Regions from separate parts of the Hordeum vulgare genome. Here region 2 is linked to region 1. Evidence: chromatin contacts called from public Hi-C data. All regions are on one chromosome and are shown on one strand. Each heading gives the region's core, a stretch centred on a gene start, on an enhancer-like site or on the middle of the called end of the contact. The rest is flanking DNA. Distances are from core to core; before and after follow the strand shown. Region 1 holds the start of LOC123443033 (cytochrome P450 734A6-like). Region 2 has its middle 250 kb from the start of LOC123443033.

Evidence for each region. A called contact is a pair of places that touch in the nucleus more often than the background predicts.
Region 2: a Hi-C map of leaf shows a contact between it and region 1, with 6 times the contacts expected there. The contact joins the enhancer-like site here to the promoter of LOC123443033 in region 1. A contact is called at or near these places in 3 of 6 Hi-C or Micro-C datasets (leaf and seedling).

Annotation. Positions count from the first base shown.
Region 1 is chr3H:75,577,688-75,585,244 of MorexV3_pseudomolecules_assembly, reverse strand. It overlaps LOC123443033 (cytochrome P450 734A6-like), which reads left to right and starts at 2,803. Exons shown (of 5, transcript XM_045119257.1): 1 at 2,803-3,383; 2 at 4,396-4,619; 3 at 4,735-4,982; 4 at 5,094-5,484; 5 at 5,603-6,136. The coding sequence starts at 3,107. The coding sequence ends at 6,058. LOC123443035 (a long non-coding RNA gene) reads right to left here. Exons shown (of 6, transcript XR_006630554.1): 5 at 7,383-7,557; 6 at 6,257-7,276.
Region 2 is chr3H:75,829,824-75,837,380 of MorexV3_pseudomolecules_assembly, reverse strand. No RefSeq gene overlaps it. Among protein-coding and RNA genes, the nearest start is that of LOC123443033, 250 kb to the right of the region's middle. Within about 2 kb of position 3,925, at least 2 of the 3 cell types and tissues checked have open chromatin away from gene starts, as enhancers often do. A contact at or near this core is called in leaf, where this site is marked.

The DNA of each region.
Region 1 (7,557 bases), core at 1,554-4,053:
CGGCACAGTGCGGAGCAGAGCAGAGCACAGCAGAGCGGAAGGATAATTACGCGCACACAGATACCAACATGAATGAGTGACCGCTATTCATTCCCATACTCATACATACTTCCCCGCTTCTTAAATATAAGTCTTTAAAATCATTACGGACTACATACGAGGTAAATAAATGAATCGGTAATTTAAAATATATCTATATATATTCATATGTAGTGCATAGTATAATTTCTAGATAGACTTATCCCTCCTTCGTCCCAAAATACTTATCATATGAATGAATGTATCTAGATGTATTGTAGTTTTAGATACATTCATTTTTATTCATTGATGTTACAAGTAATTCCGGATGGATGCATAGGGTGTATTTAGAGCAACTTCAATGGGGCGATTCATTTAGTCCGCCGCCGTCATTTAGGTCCGCGCAGACAGAAAAAACGGCCCAATGCGCCGATCCAAACGGACGTGCGCCCGCTTTTCGTCCGCGTGCTGGCCCATTTCCAGCCCAGTTTTGAGCATGATTTGGGTCGACACGGACGACGCGCGCTTTCTCCATCCGCTGGCCCGTCATTCGGTGGCACATCGGTCATTCTCCACCCCTGCTGACAGCGTCGACAACTAGCCCTCGCCTCCCACCCAGATTTGTCACCGCCGCTGCCGCCCAGTTCCGGCGGCCTCCTCCCGTAACTCCCCAGCGCCTACCCACGCTGCCGGCTGCATCGTCATCGGGGCGCCGCAGCTTCCCCGACCCCAATCCATCGTCGCCGGTCAGCTTCGTCGTCCACACCCGCGAGCTGTTCAACATTTTGCCTCAAGGTACAAATGGACTGCGCCGGCGAGTTCTTTGTTCTGTGCAACTCGGACGATTCCTCATCCGACGATGAGGAGATGCTGCTTCCCGTGTTGGTCCATGATCACATTAATAGGCAACGGCCGTTGTTTCGGGGCTCGATTCCGGAGTATGTTCCAGCGTTGAATCACAACCGAGAGAGCGGTCATTTCCTTCTATGGAAGGACTACTTTGACACAAGCAATCCGATGTTCAAACATCAGAAATTCCAGCCTCGTTTCCGTATGGCTAGGCATGTTTTCAACCGGATTCGACAAGGGATGGTCGGATACGATGACTACTTCGAGTGCAAAGAGGATGACATTGGAAAGATTGGCTTCTCATCTTATCACAAATGCACTGCAGCCATCCGGATGCTTGCTTATGGAGTACTCGGTGATCTTATCGATGAGTATGTCCGTATGAGTGAGTCTACGTGCCTAGAGTCGTTGTACAGATTCTGCAAGGCTGTGATTACAGGGTTTGACCCTGAGTACTTGAGAGAGCCGACTGTTGCAGACACAACCCGCTTGTTGGCGACCAATGCTAGCCGGAGCTTCTCATGGATGCTTGGCAGCATAGATTGCATGCACTAGGTGTGGAAGAACTGCCCTTCTGCTTGGCAAGGCCATTACAAGGGCCATGGCAAGGCTTGCATTGCCATACTTGAGGCCGTGGCCTCTCAAGATCTCTGGATCTGGCATTCTTTCTTTGGGATCGCACAATGATATCAACGTGCTTCAACGATCGCCGGTGTTTGCAAGGCTCGCCGAAGGCAATAGCCCGACCATCAATGTTAACATCAACGATCACAACTACAACAAAGAATACTATTTAGCTGACGAAATCTATCCACGGTGAACCACTATTGTGAAGACATTCTCCAACCCTGTTGGAGAGGAGAGGAAAAAATTTGCCCAAGAGCAAGAGAGTGCTAGGAAGGATGTCGAGCGTGTCTTTGGTGTTCTGCAATCTCGATGAGGCATAGTTCGGTACCCTGCTAGAACTTGGAGCACCAAGCAGTTGTGAGAAGTGATGACTGCTTGTGTGATCATGCAGAGGATGAGCGTCCGGAACGTCTCCATGATCAAGGGTTTGAGTCTCGGGATGACAATAGATGCCTCGGCATGGCGAGAAGCGGCATCGTTTGCACAGTTCATCCAATTTTATCATGAAATGCGTGATTTGAATACTCATATTCAATTGCAAGATGGTTTGGTTGAGCATATGTGGGATCATGTTGGCAATCAATAAGTGTATTTTGTAGACAGTTTAATTTTTATTGGGCTTGTAAAACTTTGCTATATTTTATTTTCTATTGTGAAACTATCCTATATCATTTGTTTTTGAAAAATATGCAAACTGTTTGTATTTGTTGAAAATCGATGGTTAGCCGGTTACACAGATAAATATGAGTCGATGTGTTGGACACGCTGCATCCAAATCATAAACCTAAAGGACGCAAAGTCGGCAGGCGACCCAAACGAACGAAATCTATTGGGTGGAGTTGCTCTAGGAACGAACGGAGTACATGTGAGTACGTGTGAGGACGGATGGCACGGCAGCATGTCATCAGAGGCGAGGATGCTGAGAAGAGAATCCTCTCTGTAGCGCGCCGCTGCTGCTGCTGCGCGCACCGCACTGGCAAATTTTCGCAGCGGAGCGGTGAAAATGGAACAGTGCTGGTGCGGTGTTACAGGTGGCCAGGAGAGAGAGAAAGGCCGAGGATTGAGTGAGGCTGGAGAGAGAGAGAGAGAGAGAAGTGAGAAGGCCAAAACGAAAGGGAACAAAGTTGCCAATTTGGGTTGACCCCGCCATTAATCCCCGCGACGGCGGCTCCAACGGCGCCGGCCCTGCTTCGCTCCACATCACGTCCCTCTCGCTCGCTCTCTGCCATCACGCTGCTTTTACCCTTGTGCCCCCTCCCTCCCCACCTTCTATCTAGATTAAATGGAACGAAACCGATGGATGGATCCATCCTACGCTTTCAGTTTCAGCGATGATAATACTAATCCTACTACACACATACACAGAGACTGCTGGTCCAGAGCCAGAGCCTGGCTCCCCTATATAAATCCACCCTCGTTTTCTCTCCTCTCCTCTCACCTCACCACACCACGTCTCCACTCCTGCCACCTCACGCGACCTCCTCCTCTGTTTCCTTCTTTCTTCTTCTCTGAGGAGTGAGGACGGACGGCACAGCTCAGACGAGTGAGTGTCTGAGGCGAGAGGAGGGGATATACAGATACATACACTTGGTATTGGTGCTGTGCGGTGCGGATGACTGGTTGGTGGTGGATGGCGGCGGCGGTGGCGGCGGTGGCGTACGTGGCGGCCAAGCTGATGGAGGTGCTGTGGTGGCGGCCGCGGCGCGTGGAGGAGCACTTCGCGCGGCAGGGGATCAGGGGCCCGCCCTACCGCTTCTTCATCGGGTGCGTCAGGGAGATGGTGGCGCTCATGGTGGCCGCCTCCGCCAAGCCAATGCCGCCACCCTACCGCTCCCACAACGTCCTCCCCCGCGTCCTCGCCTTCTACCACCACTGGAAGAAAATCTACGGTAAGCACATACACCATATTCCCATGGCCTTGCTTCTTCGTCTTCCTCGGCACACTCTGCTTCTTCCTCTGCTTGCTTGATCTCCTCCCAACAAGCTTCTTTTTCCCTTCATCTTTAATATGAATGATGAAGAGAACAAGGAAAGAAACCAAAATTCACAAGGAAAATCAAGGGAAGGGAGAATCGGCGCCGGCGGCAAGCACAACAGAGAGAGAGGAGAGCGGGGGCGGGCGGGCAGGCAGGCAGCGGCAACAACTTGCAACAGCTGCTGTCGAGCGCGTCTTGTTCCCGAAATGCCGCTTCGGAGTGACATGCATTAAGTGGCATGTCGAGCGCCTGGGCTTGGCTTGTCGGAGTGGTTTGCCGTAGTTGTCTCTCGTTATCGCTGTCCCCCGGCTGCAGCCCGGTTAGGTGGCCACGCCCAGGGGTCGTCTATCCTACACATCTCATTTTCTCCCTCCCTTCCCCGGCCGGCCACCGTCCGTCGCCATTCCCATTTACTCCCATTCGCATCCACATCCCCTGCTCCTGCTGCGCTGCCCCGTCGCAGTCCTTCTTTGCCACTGCTCCTCCTCTGCTTGCCTGCTTGTACTACTACTACTTCTTGAAACTCGACTGATCTTGCCTTGCCTGGGTCATGATTTTTTTGCCGCCTTGCTGTATGTATGTATGTATGTATATTTATGCCTGCAATTTTCTACGTATATGTACATGTATGTACCCATGCCATGCCAGCGTCTTCTGCTGGTGCCTTGTGCGTTCACGCCGCATTGCCATTTTTTGCAGCTTGATTAGCAGTACCGGTAACCTTGCTGCATGTATTTATGTGTGTATTTTTGTGCCCATGGCGTGTCCATGCCAGCGTCTTCTCCCGCTAGCCTGTGCCTTCTCGCCGCCTTGGCAGCTGGTGGATGCTGATGTGGCGGAACATGGCCTCCCTGGTCAATCATTGATCCCCTTGTTTGCTTGCCTGCTTGTCGCTCACGGCCACTTAATTTGCTGCTGCTCACAGGCTCCACGTTCCTCATATGGTTCGGCCCGACGCCGCGGCTCGCCGTCGCCGACCCCGACCTCATCCGGGAGATCCTTCTCTCGCGCGCCGAGCACTTCGACCGCTACGAGTCGCACCCCATGGTGCGGCAGCTCGAGGGGGAGGGGCTCGTCAGCCTGCGCGGGGAGAAGTGGGCACACCACCGCAGGGTGCTCGCGCCCACCTTCCACATGGAGAACCTCAAGGTCGGTCGCTCGGTCCCCTCCTTTACCAAAACGGCTCTGCTGCCCTTGCCTCCTTGGGCATTATGGCGGGTGATGTTGTAGTTGGTTGCTGCTGACGTGCATGGCCACGCCGCAGATGCTGCTGCCCTTCATCGGCAAGACGGTGGTGGACATGGTGGACAAGTGGGGCGCCATGGCTGACCCCGCGTCCGGCGAGGTCGAGATCGACGTGTCCGACTGGTTCCAGATCGTCACCGAGGACGCCATCACACGCACGGCCTTCGGTCGGAGCTACGAGGATGGCAAGGCCGTCTTCAAGCTCCAGTCGCAGCTCATGGCCTTTGCCTCCGAGGCATTCCGCAAGGTCTTCATCCCTGGATACAGGTACCTACTTGATTAACCACGATCACTGTAATTAATTGACTACTCTGATTTTTTTTTTACTTTTGTAATGTACATTAGTAAGATTGTTTCGTACGTGCTTACCACATACAGGTTCTTGCCGACCAAGAAGAACACGAGCTCCTGGAAGCTGGACAAGGAGATCAGGAAGAACCTGGTGACGCTCATCGGCCGGCGGCAGGAGGCCACGGACGACGAGAGGCTCCAAGGCTGCGCCAAGGACCTCCTCGGCCTCATGATCAACGCCGGCAGCAACGGCGGCAGGAGAGGGCAGCCGGTCAGCCCCATCACCGTGAACGACATCGTGGAGGAGTGCAAGACGTTCTTCTTCGCCGGCAAGCAGACGACGTCGAACCTCCTGACGTGGACCACCGTGGTGCTCGCCATGCACCCGGAGTGGCAGGAGCGTGCCCGGCAGGAGGTCCTCCAAGTCTGCGGCGCGCACGACATCCCCTGCCGCGAGCAGCTCGCCAAGCTCAAGACTGTAAGCACATACGTGTTCCCTGGCACCCTGACACGCACATTTCCACCATCATTTCAAACCAGCCTCCTCCCAGATAGCAGTGAGTGACCTGACCGCGTGCTGTCGATTCCCCTGACAGCTCGGCATGATCCTGAACGAGACGCTGCGGCTGTACCCTCCGGCGGTGGCGACGGTGCGGCGGGCAAAGTCCGACGTGGTGCTTGGCGGGTACCACATCCCGCGCGACACCGAGCTGCTGATCCCGATCATGGCCGTTCACCACGACGCGAGGCTGTGGGGGCCGGATGCAACCCAGTTCAACCCGGCGCGGTTTGCGGAGGGCGTGGCGCGGGCGGCCAAGCACCCAACGGCCTTCATACCCTTCGGGCTGGGCGCGCGGATGTGCATCGGCCAGAACCTGGCGCTCCTGGAGGCCAAGCTCACGCTGGCCATCATCCTCCAGCGGTTCGAGTTCCGGCTGTCGCCCAAGTACATCCATGCGCCGACGGTCCTGATGCTCCTCCACCCGCAGTACGGCGCCCCCGTAATCTTCCGATCCCGCCCATCGTCCCAGACGCCAGATCATCACCTGTGAAAAGATGATCAACTCACTAACAACAACATTGTCAGTGCGAATTGTGACTGGCAGAATGACAGGCCGAAATGACCATGTGCTGCTCATGGTGCGCGCTGCTTTGCTTTGTCATCATATCCAGGGCAGAGATCACTGGAGCAAAGCTCTGCTGCCACCAAGAGAATGGCTCCAAGAACCACCCCCTGTACTGTACTGTACTGTACTGCACTAACATATAATGCCTGCCAGCAGCTTAGATTAGTAGAGAGGTAGTAACAGTGTAGAAGGCTTGAGCTGTGTCTCCCCAAGTTTTTCTGTCTTTTTCGGGTTGGTGATGGTTTCTTCCTCGGTGGATGGATGGGGTTTGGTGTTGTATGGAAGGAAGATTGCGAATTGTACACATGTCATGTTCCTTTTGTTTTTTGGCAAGGGCGAGAGGATAAACGGGGAGGCAAAAAGAGCACAAGAGGAAAGGCCGGCATGAGAGATGCATGCATGATGCAAAGATTGTGGCGCCACAGTGCCCCCTCTGATTACTTTTCTCTGTCATTCTTGTGGTCCTTCTCCCGCGATGCAGAGTAGAAGCCATTAAAGGAAGAGATGGGCGCCGCTGGGTGCGGGCCATTTAAGAGTGCCTTGCCAAGGGAACAATTGGTGTGCCACAGTTGGAGCCAGCACGAGCACGGCAGCCAAGAAAGCCGCAGCGGCGGCAGCAGCAGATAGACGGGTAGAAGATAGATAGATAGATAGATAGATTTGATCATAGCATAGCAATGGACAATGGTGGTGTACGCCTGCTCTGATCTGCTCTGCTCAGCATAGCTGCATCATCAGCGGCTCCATTGCTAACACAGCGCCTCCTCTGTAAGTAAACAACGCAGCACACATGGACATGTGCGTACGGCGTCCGGCCAAGCACCACTGGCAAGGGCGGGCGATCGCGGGCCGACCGAGGACCAGGACTGTAGCGGCCGATAAAGGCGCTGCCTGCCGCACCGGACCTGGTGGAGGGGCCTGCGCAACTGTTCATCTCCTCTGTCAGACTGCGCTGGCTGCAGCAACATTGTTTGCATCACACAAGAGGATGGATGAATGGAAATGGGGTGGGATGGGATGAGATGAGATGGCCACCTGCCCTGCTTGCTGCAGCTGCTGCTGCTGGAGTGGATTGGACTCCAGTGCTGCGCTTGTGCTTGTGGGGGGGAGTACTTGGGACAGCCAAGGCAAGGCTCTTGGGATCTGCAAAATGATTCAAATTTAGTTTTGGATCTGGATCACTGCTACAGCTCAGATCAGATTCATTTCATGGAGCACAAGAAACCTGCTCACCTCACCTGCTGCTTACCGGTTTCCATGGCGGGGCTATTAATGAACAAACGCATGCTTCCAATGTGATGATACAGGCACACTTGTCCTTGTGTACAGGGAATGTCTTTTGCCCTGCAGCCGCAGCAGAATTCCACATACTAGTATATTGCTCACTCTCAAGTCTCGGTTCCTGGACTCATGCTGCTTAACTG
Region 2 (7,557 bases), core at 2,676-5,175, 250 kb before region 1:
GAACAATTTTTTAAATTCCTGAACATTTTATGAAAACACGAACATTTTTGGTATTTGCAAAGAAAATTTGAATTTCCTAAAATGCATATTTTGTATTTGTGAACATTTTTTACAACCAGGAACATTTCATGAAATTGCAAACACTCGAAATTATGAATTATATTTATAAAGTTAAACTTTTTTGTAAATTTGAATTTTTTTTGACAAATAAACAGGGGAAAAATAACTTGTCCAGAAAAAACAGCTACAGGAACCATCTAGAAGGTTCTCAAAACCGGTGAGAACCTTCTAAAAAATTCCCAAAACCGAAACTTTCTGTAGGCCGCTACCGCGAAAATGGGAAGGCCCATTAATCAGCGGCAGTCAGCATGGTATAGATTTTTTTTCCGAAATATGAACAGTTTTCAAAAGTTCACGGAATAAAACATCACCCTTTTAACATATCTTTTTTTCAATATTTTGTGAAACCTGCAAACTTGATTTTCATGAAGTTTTCTCTAGATGTTGGTTTCCTTGTGATATTCTTCCATATATACACTACTACTCAGCTAGATTTTTGGATATGGGGAGAATATCATACAGAAACCAACATTCAAAGAAAACGTTGTGGACACCAATATAATGTATACAACTAGCTGAGTTACCCGCGTATTTAAGTGGCTAGATTTGTATTTGGATTTTTTTATATTTGAGTTTTTTAAATAAACTTGTTTATTACCGTAAAACTTAAAATTATATTATTGATATTTTTTTTATTCGTAAGATGTGTTTACAATCTTTTGGGTGTTCGTTTGATAATGATTTTTATTAAAAAAAACATGAAATTTAAATATGTTCCTATGAGAAAGTGCATTTTCAATCAAAAAAAATGGAGCAAGAATGCATGTACATATATATGTAAGCGCATTGAAGTTGCCCTTCTGGCTAGATTAGTTAAGCACGTATATATTCTTCTGTCACAGAAAATTTAATGGTAAATTTGGACAAAATACTCTTTTTTATTCTTTCACAAGAAATTTAGAGTATTTTATGATGTCAATGACAAAGCAAAGTATGTAACATACATAGCTATTCGACATGTCTAGTCATTTTGATAAAAAAAAATCATTTCAATTGTAATTTGGTTATGAATTCTTTATAATTATATGTTTATTGGCACATATGTATTTTGTACTTTCAGGCTCATATCATAGTCAAGTGGTAAGCTTATTTTTACTTATTTTATTATCAGCTTGATTGTGCTAGGTCCAATGTGTAGTGTTATCTCCTTGTTCACCAATATAGAATATTTATCGACCTTTCTTGTTTGATCATATTTTTACGCCACCACCATCCACCTCCTATTAGCCTCCTTGTACAACATATCAGTAGCAAGCATCAGGGTTTAATTTCTCTATATTTCCTGCTAGCTGACTTGCTTTTATTTTTCACATGTCACCCCAACGTATAAACTGTACATTTATTTGTTTTACTACACGTGCATTTTGCCCAATTCTCAAACCGAAGCTGCAATGACTTGGAGGTGTAAATTGCTATGAGGTAGGATTTGCATGCGAGTGGGGAAGGTGATTTGCCGAATTGTCTATCTAAGCTTTGTAATTTCTCACCAACTTTAGGGTAGTGAGGTTAGCAGATAGAACTTGCATCAGTTTGATCTAGTAAATGATTTTACTTTTATTTGTGTGTGATATGTCCCAGTTTCTCTTATTTGTTATCAGTTTGGTTAATTTGCTGAAATAATGGACGACCACAACACATGCATTATACTCCCTCCGTTCCTAAATATAAGTCTTTTTAAACATTTCAATAAGGGACTACATACGGAGCAAAATGAGTGAACCTATAATTTAAAATATGTCTATATATATATTCGTATGTAGTTTTTTTATTAAAATTTCTAAAAAGACTTATACTAGGAACGGAGGGACTACTTGCACTATTTTGTTATGTGGGTCATTTGAATTTTTTCATAGTTGGCTTCCCTCTTAAGCTTATGTCCTTGATTGAGTCGGACAACATTTTAATAGAAAATGCATATGTGTTGGACGAAAGACCTGTCAAACTATGTGTATGTAACAATTTTTGTACGTAAGGTTGCATCTTTAATTCTCAGCCGTAAATATCTAGAACTGATGATCGTGATAATTTAACATGTGTGGATGACATATTTATGCACCTAATAAGATTTTGTATAAACACACTTTATTTCAATTATATCGGTTATTATGGATTTCACTACAGTTAGAAAAAAATGTGTTTCTTTTGTTATTATTTAGTTACTTCATAAACATATAGTTGTATTTCCCCTCGGCATTGTAAGAATTTTTTTGTATTTTATTAAATATTTCATATCAAGTTTGTACGGAAATAAAATCACTATCCTATTCCTATTCTAATTTTCATATTTATAATGTAGTCGCATTATTTATTCATACAAAAAGAGTAACAAATATTACAACCCAATAATAATTTAGATATTTATAAATTTTACACGTACTTCAATCCAAAAATTATTTTAATTCGACTTTATCGGTTAAGGATTTCACTGCAGTTAAAAAGAACTAATTTTATATGTTTCCTTTTTTACTATTTAGCTACTTTCTAAATATATACTTGTATTCTTTACGGAAATTGTAAGATTTTTTTATAATTTATTAAATATTCCGTATCGAGTTTGTACGGAACTAAATCACTATCCTATTCCTATTCTAATTGTCATATTTAAAATATAGTAGCATTAGTTATCCATATGAAAGAGTTACAAATATTACAACCCAATACAAATTTAGATATTTGTAAATGTTACACGGACTTCATTCTAAAATTAAAAATTCTAGTATATTTTCTGATTCGGAACTTTATATATAAAGTATAGTTGTATCATTTATTCATGGGAAAATCTAAGTGGAGGCGTGTGCATTACTTTCTTCCCGTGCGGCGGTGCAATTATCGTAAATATTAATGGATACATGTAGCTGTAGGGCAGTAGTGTGACTCAGATAAAAAACCTCCCTTTTAGTGGGCCCACAACATCATTACTAGCTCCATCACGTATTACCTCATGGCTACAGCGGCAGCTGCTACAGTGGCTTGCTTCTTTTTATAACTACAGTTGGCTTGGTATGCAGTGTACGGATGCACTCAAAATAGCGTGTAAACAATGCATGTGTCAGTCAAATTAACTGCTAAGTACATTTATAATATTAAAATTACAACTCGTCCCTTCTCCCTTGTCTAATCAGTACTCGCTATTGGAACCTAGCCAAGAAAAGTTTAGTAGCTGACAAAAAGTTATGATAATTTTTTTAAAAACTTTTTATTGCTGAGATAATAATTTGGCAACTACAACTTTCTTCACGAGGTAACTACACAGATTTGTTGCTTAAATCTGACAACTACGATCGCTTAAGTCCAACAACTACATCTATTTAAACTGATAAGCATGTGTAAATATGTGACAACCATATTCACTTAAATCTGACAATTACACTTGCTTAATCATGGCAATCATGTACTGAGAACATGTAATGCAACTTAACATGTTTATTTTTTTGGCAACTAAGTACTTTATAATCTGGTGACTAATACGTTTAGCATAGCAGCCAATTAGTATTTATGTATGTGGCAACTAATCACTTTATAATTTGGAAACTAAATATTTTTAATTTGACAAGTACAATAATACAACTAATCATGCAATAATTAACTTGACAAGAACTTGGCTGCCGACTCTACCTAGCTCTGACATGCAATGCATGCTCCTCGTTTTGGACTTTTGTGACCCTTTATATGCATGAGCTTGCATGTCATCTCTCCCTTTTTTTTCTGGAAGAGAAAAGCCGATGCATGTGGCACATACATGTCGCTGTTGTCGATGAGGAGGCCTAGAGAGTTGAGTCGCATGTGCATGGGAGCTAAAACGCGATTTGGCATGTGGATTACTAGCCGCCGCACGGGAACGCGTACGTGCGGCGCCGCTACGTAGTCAGCTTCTTTATTCATCTAATAAGTGTTATAAGTCAAATGGACGGATGTGTGTAAATCAGCCTTCTTAATCTAGATGACCAGGTATTTTTTTTTGCGGGACCACCTATTGGATGCATTCTGCGTTCAATAAGGTGCCTTCGCACAGGCGAGCCACTGGGCCGCCGCCGCTACCAAGGCGACTGGGCTGGCCCAGGTAACCAGCCCGTTTTTTTTCACTTTTTATTTAGTTATATTCCTTTTTCCTTTTTTGTCTTATTCTTTATTTTCTTTTGTATTTCTCTTTCTCTTTTTCCTACAAGCTTTTATGTTTTGAATTTTTTTGAGTTTCTCAAATTTAATCAGCTGTTGTATTTACAGACAAAAATTATGAATGGAATTTGTTTTTGAATTTCCGCAGAATTTCCAAAAACACAATTTTTTTGAAAAAAGGAGCATTTTAAAGCATAGAACAATTTTATAAAGTACATTTTAAATTATTTGTAAACAATTTTTGAAGCGGGAACATTTCTTCAACTTATGTATACTTTTTGAAACATGAACATTTTTTGAAAGTTTAACATATTTTAGAAAATGAAGAGCATTTTATAAAATTCCTGAACGTTTTTAGAATTGGTGAACAAAATTTGAACAATGTTTCAATTGGTGAACAAAATTTGAACAATGTTTCAATTGGTGAACAAAATTTGGAAAAAGAGAACCATTTTACGTAAAGCAAGAACATATTTTGTAAAAGTGTGAAAACAAGAACATTTTTTTGAAATTCGACAAATTTATGAAAAAAATAACATTTTTGAAATTGCTGAACAAGTTTTGAAGCGGGAACACTTTTTCGACTTATGTACACTTTTTGAAACACGGACATTTTTTAAACTGACGTACACTTTTTAAAAAGGAAAACATATTTTAGGAAAACAAGAACATTTTTTGAAGTTCCAAAACATTTTCAAATTATGAATATTTTTAGAATTGGAGGAAAAATTGTAACAACTTCTCAATTTGTGAACAAATTTTAAAAAAGGGACATTTTTCGTATAACAGTAACATTTTCTATAAAAATGTGAGAAGAAGCACATTTTTTGAAAATTGTGACAAATTTATGAGAAAAGGAACATTTTTTAAAAATTGTAAACAATTTTTGAAGCGGGAACATTTTTCAACTTAAGTACACTTTTTGAAACATGAGAATTTTTGAACTTATGTACATTTTCTGAAAACGTAAACACATTTTAGAAAAGAAAGAACTTTTTTCTAAAATTCCTGAACATTTTTGGAATTGGAAAAAAAAATTAGTACAACTTTTCAATTGGTGAAAAAAAGAGCAAAACATTTAACGTAAAACAGGAACATTTTTTTATAAAAGTGTGAAAACAAGAACATTTATTTAAATATCGATCAATTTATGAAAAAAACATTTTTTAAAATTTGAAAACTATTTTTGAGGAGGGACCATTTTTTCAACTTATGTACACTTTTTGAACACGGGGATTTTTTGTACTGACGTACACTTTTTGAAAAGGCAAACATTTTTTGGAAAAAGAAGAACAAATTTTAAAATTCCAAAACATTTTAAGATCATGAAAATTTTTAGAATTGGTAAACAAAATTAGAACAAGTTTTCAAATTTTTAACATTTTTTTTAAAAAGAAACTTTTCATATAATATTCATATATTTTTTATAAAAATGTGGAAACAAGAACATTTTTTGAAAATTGTGACCAATTTATGAAAAAGGAATATTTTCTGAAATTTGTAATGAAATTTTGAAATGGGAACAATTATTCAACTCATGTACACTTTTTGAAACACAAACATTTTTTGAACATACGTACATTTTTTGAAAAGGAAAACATATTTATAAAATGAAGAACATCTTTTAAATTTCACGATCATTTTTAGAATTGGTGAACAAAATTGAAAAAGTTTTCAATTTGTAAACAAAAATTATAAAAGAGAAACATTTTTTGTAAAACGGGAACATTTTTTAGAAACAATTAAAAGCAAGAACATTTTTTGAAAACTCTGACCAATTTATGAAAAAAATTGAAAATACCTGCAGTTTTGTTAATACGAGAACAATTTTCGAAAGACAGGCATTTTTGAAAATAAACACATTTGGAAAACAGGAAAACTTAATACGAATTAAAGCAATGAAAAAAAGTAAAATCAAGAATAACATTTTTGAAAAAAGGAACATTTTTCTAAAACTCGAACATTTTTTCAAAATGTCCAAGATTTTTGTAAAATCCCGAACATTTTTTGAAGTTATGAATGTTTTTGAAAAACTACATTTCTTTAAAATTTAGAGCATTTTTATAAAAGCAACAATATTTTCTTTATTTCAAAAACAATTTTCAAACATGAACTTAGTTAAAAAAAAGAAACATAGAAAAAAATAAAGTATTGAAACAGAAAGAGAAAAACGAAAAAACAAAAAAAGGAAAAAAACAAAATAGAAAAAGGACAAAAAAGGAAAAAAACGAAACTGCGTGCAGAAGAAGATGGGCCGGCCTAGTTAATCTCGCCCCTGTGCGTTTGTCCGACTATTGGACGCAAGGAGCGTCAAATAGGGTTTTCCCTTTTTTGCCCCGCTATTGTTCCCAAGGCTCATCCGATTTGATGAATGAGTATGTGAACCGGGCCTGCTAGTGGTAGGTCGGCCTTTATGTGGCCTCTCCTTTTCTTTTGGTAACCGTTTTCAGCGAGCATGTCGACCGGACGCTTTGATCGGTCTTGTTAACTTGCTCGTGGCTCGTGCGAATCAAAATAGAAAGGGTCCCTCACGTTATCTCTTTCCTCATTCTCGCGTCCTTCTTCTTCCTTTTTCCAATATCCCAGTTGCCATGGGAAATCCTACCCCGACGATCTCCTCCAGGGAGCCCCCGTCTTCTTCTTCGGCGAGAACCCTTAAAACCTACCACTGATCCAGTGTCCTCCCCTCGATTTCCTCTTTCTCAACTGCTCCATGGCGACTCGAGCTGCAACTTTATTGCATTAGTTTGGAACAGCGCGTATGCGTCCATGCCATGTCCTACTTAGTGCGCCACAACCTTGGTCGCGTGCATGCACTGTGCTTTGGCATCGTCTACTTCGCCGCCGAGTCGTGCCCAAGCTCTTTCCCTCCCATTCCTTCTGTAGTTCATCCCCGGTGGAGCTCGAACTCGACCACCACGCCATCTATAAATAGACGCACTCCCGACCCCTTCTAATCATCAACCCATCACCACCACTTCACCTGGCCTCAAATTGTTCGTTGTATCTCGGGGCAAGGCCGGGAGGGCCTCCAGCCTCTCATCCTTGCCGGAGTTGGCCGTGGATCCCTCACGGACGCCCTCTCTCTTCGGTGCCCCTCATCTTTGCCCTCCTCCTCACGCATACTCATAGTGACCTTCTAAGAACGACAGCGTCGTTGGTTCGTCGGACTGGCGCTGTCTTCCTCAACTCCGGCGAGCTCTGCCGCCCACCGTGTGTGGAGAGGAGCGCCCCGACACCGTTCGTCCACCTCAGCCGTCAACTTGGGTACATATGTGCTTGTATCGATGCGTTGGACCCATCCCCCTCATTTTCGGTGAC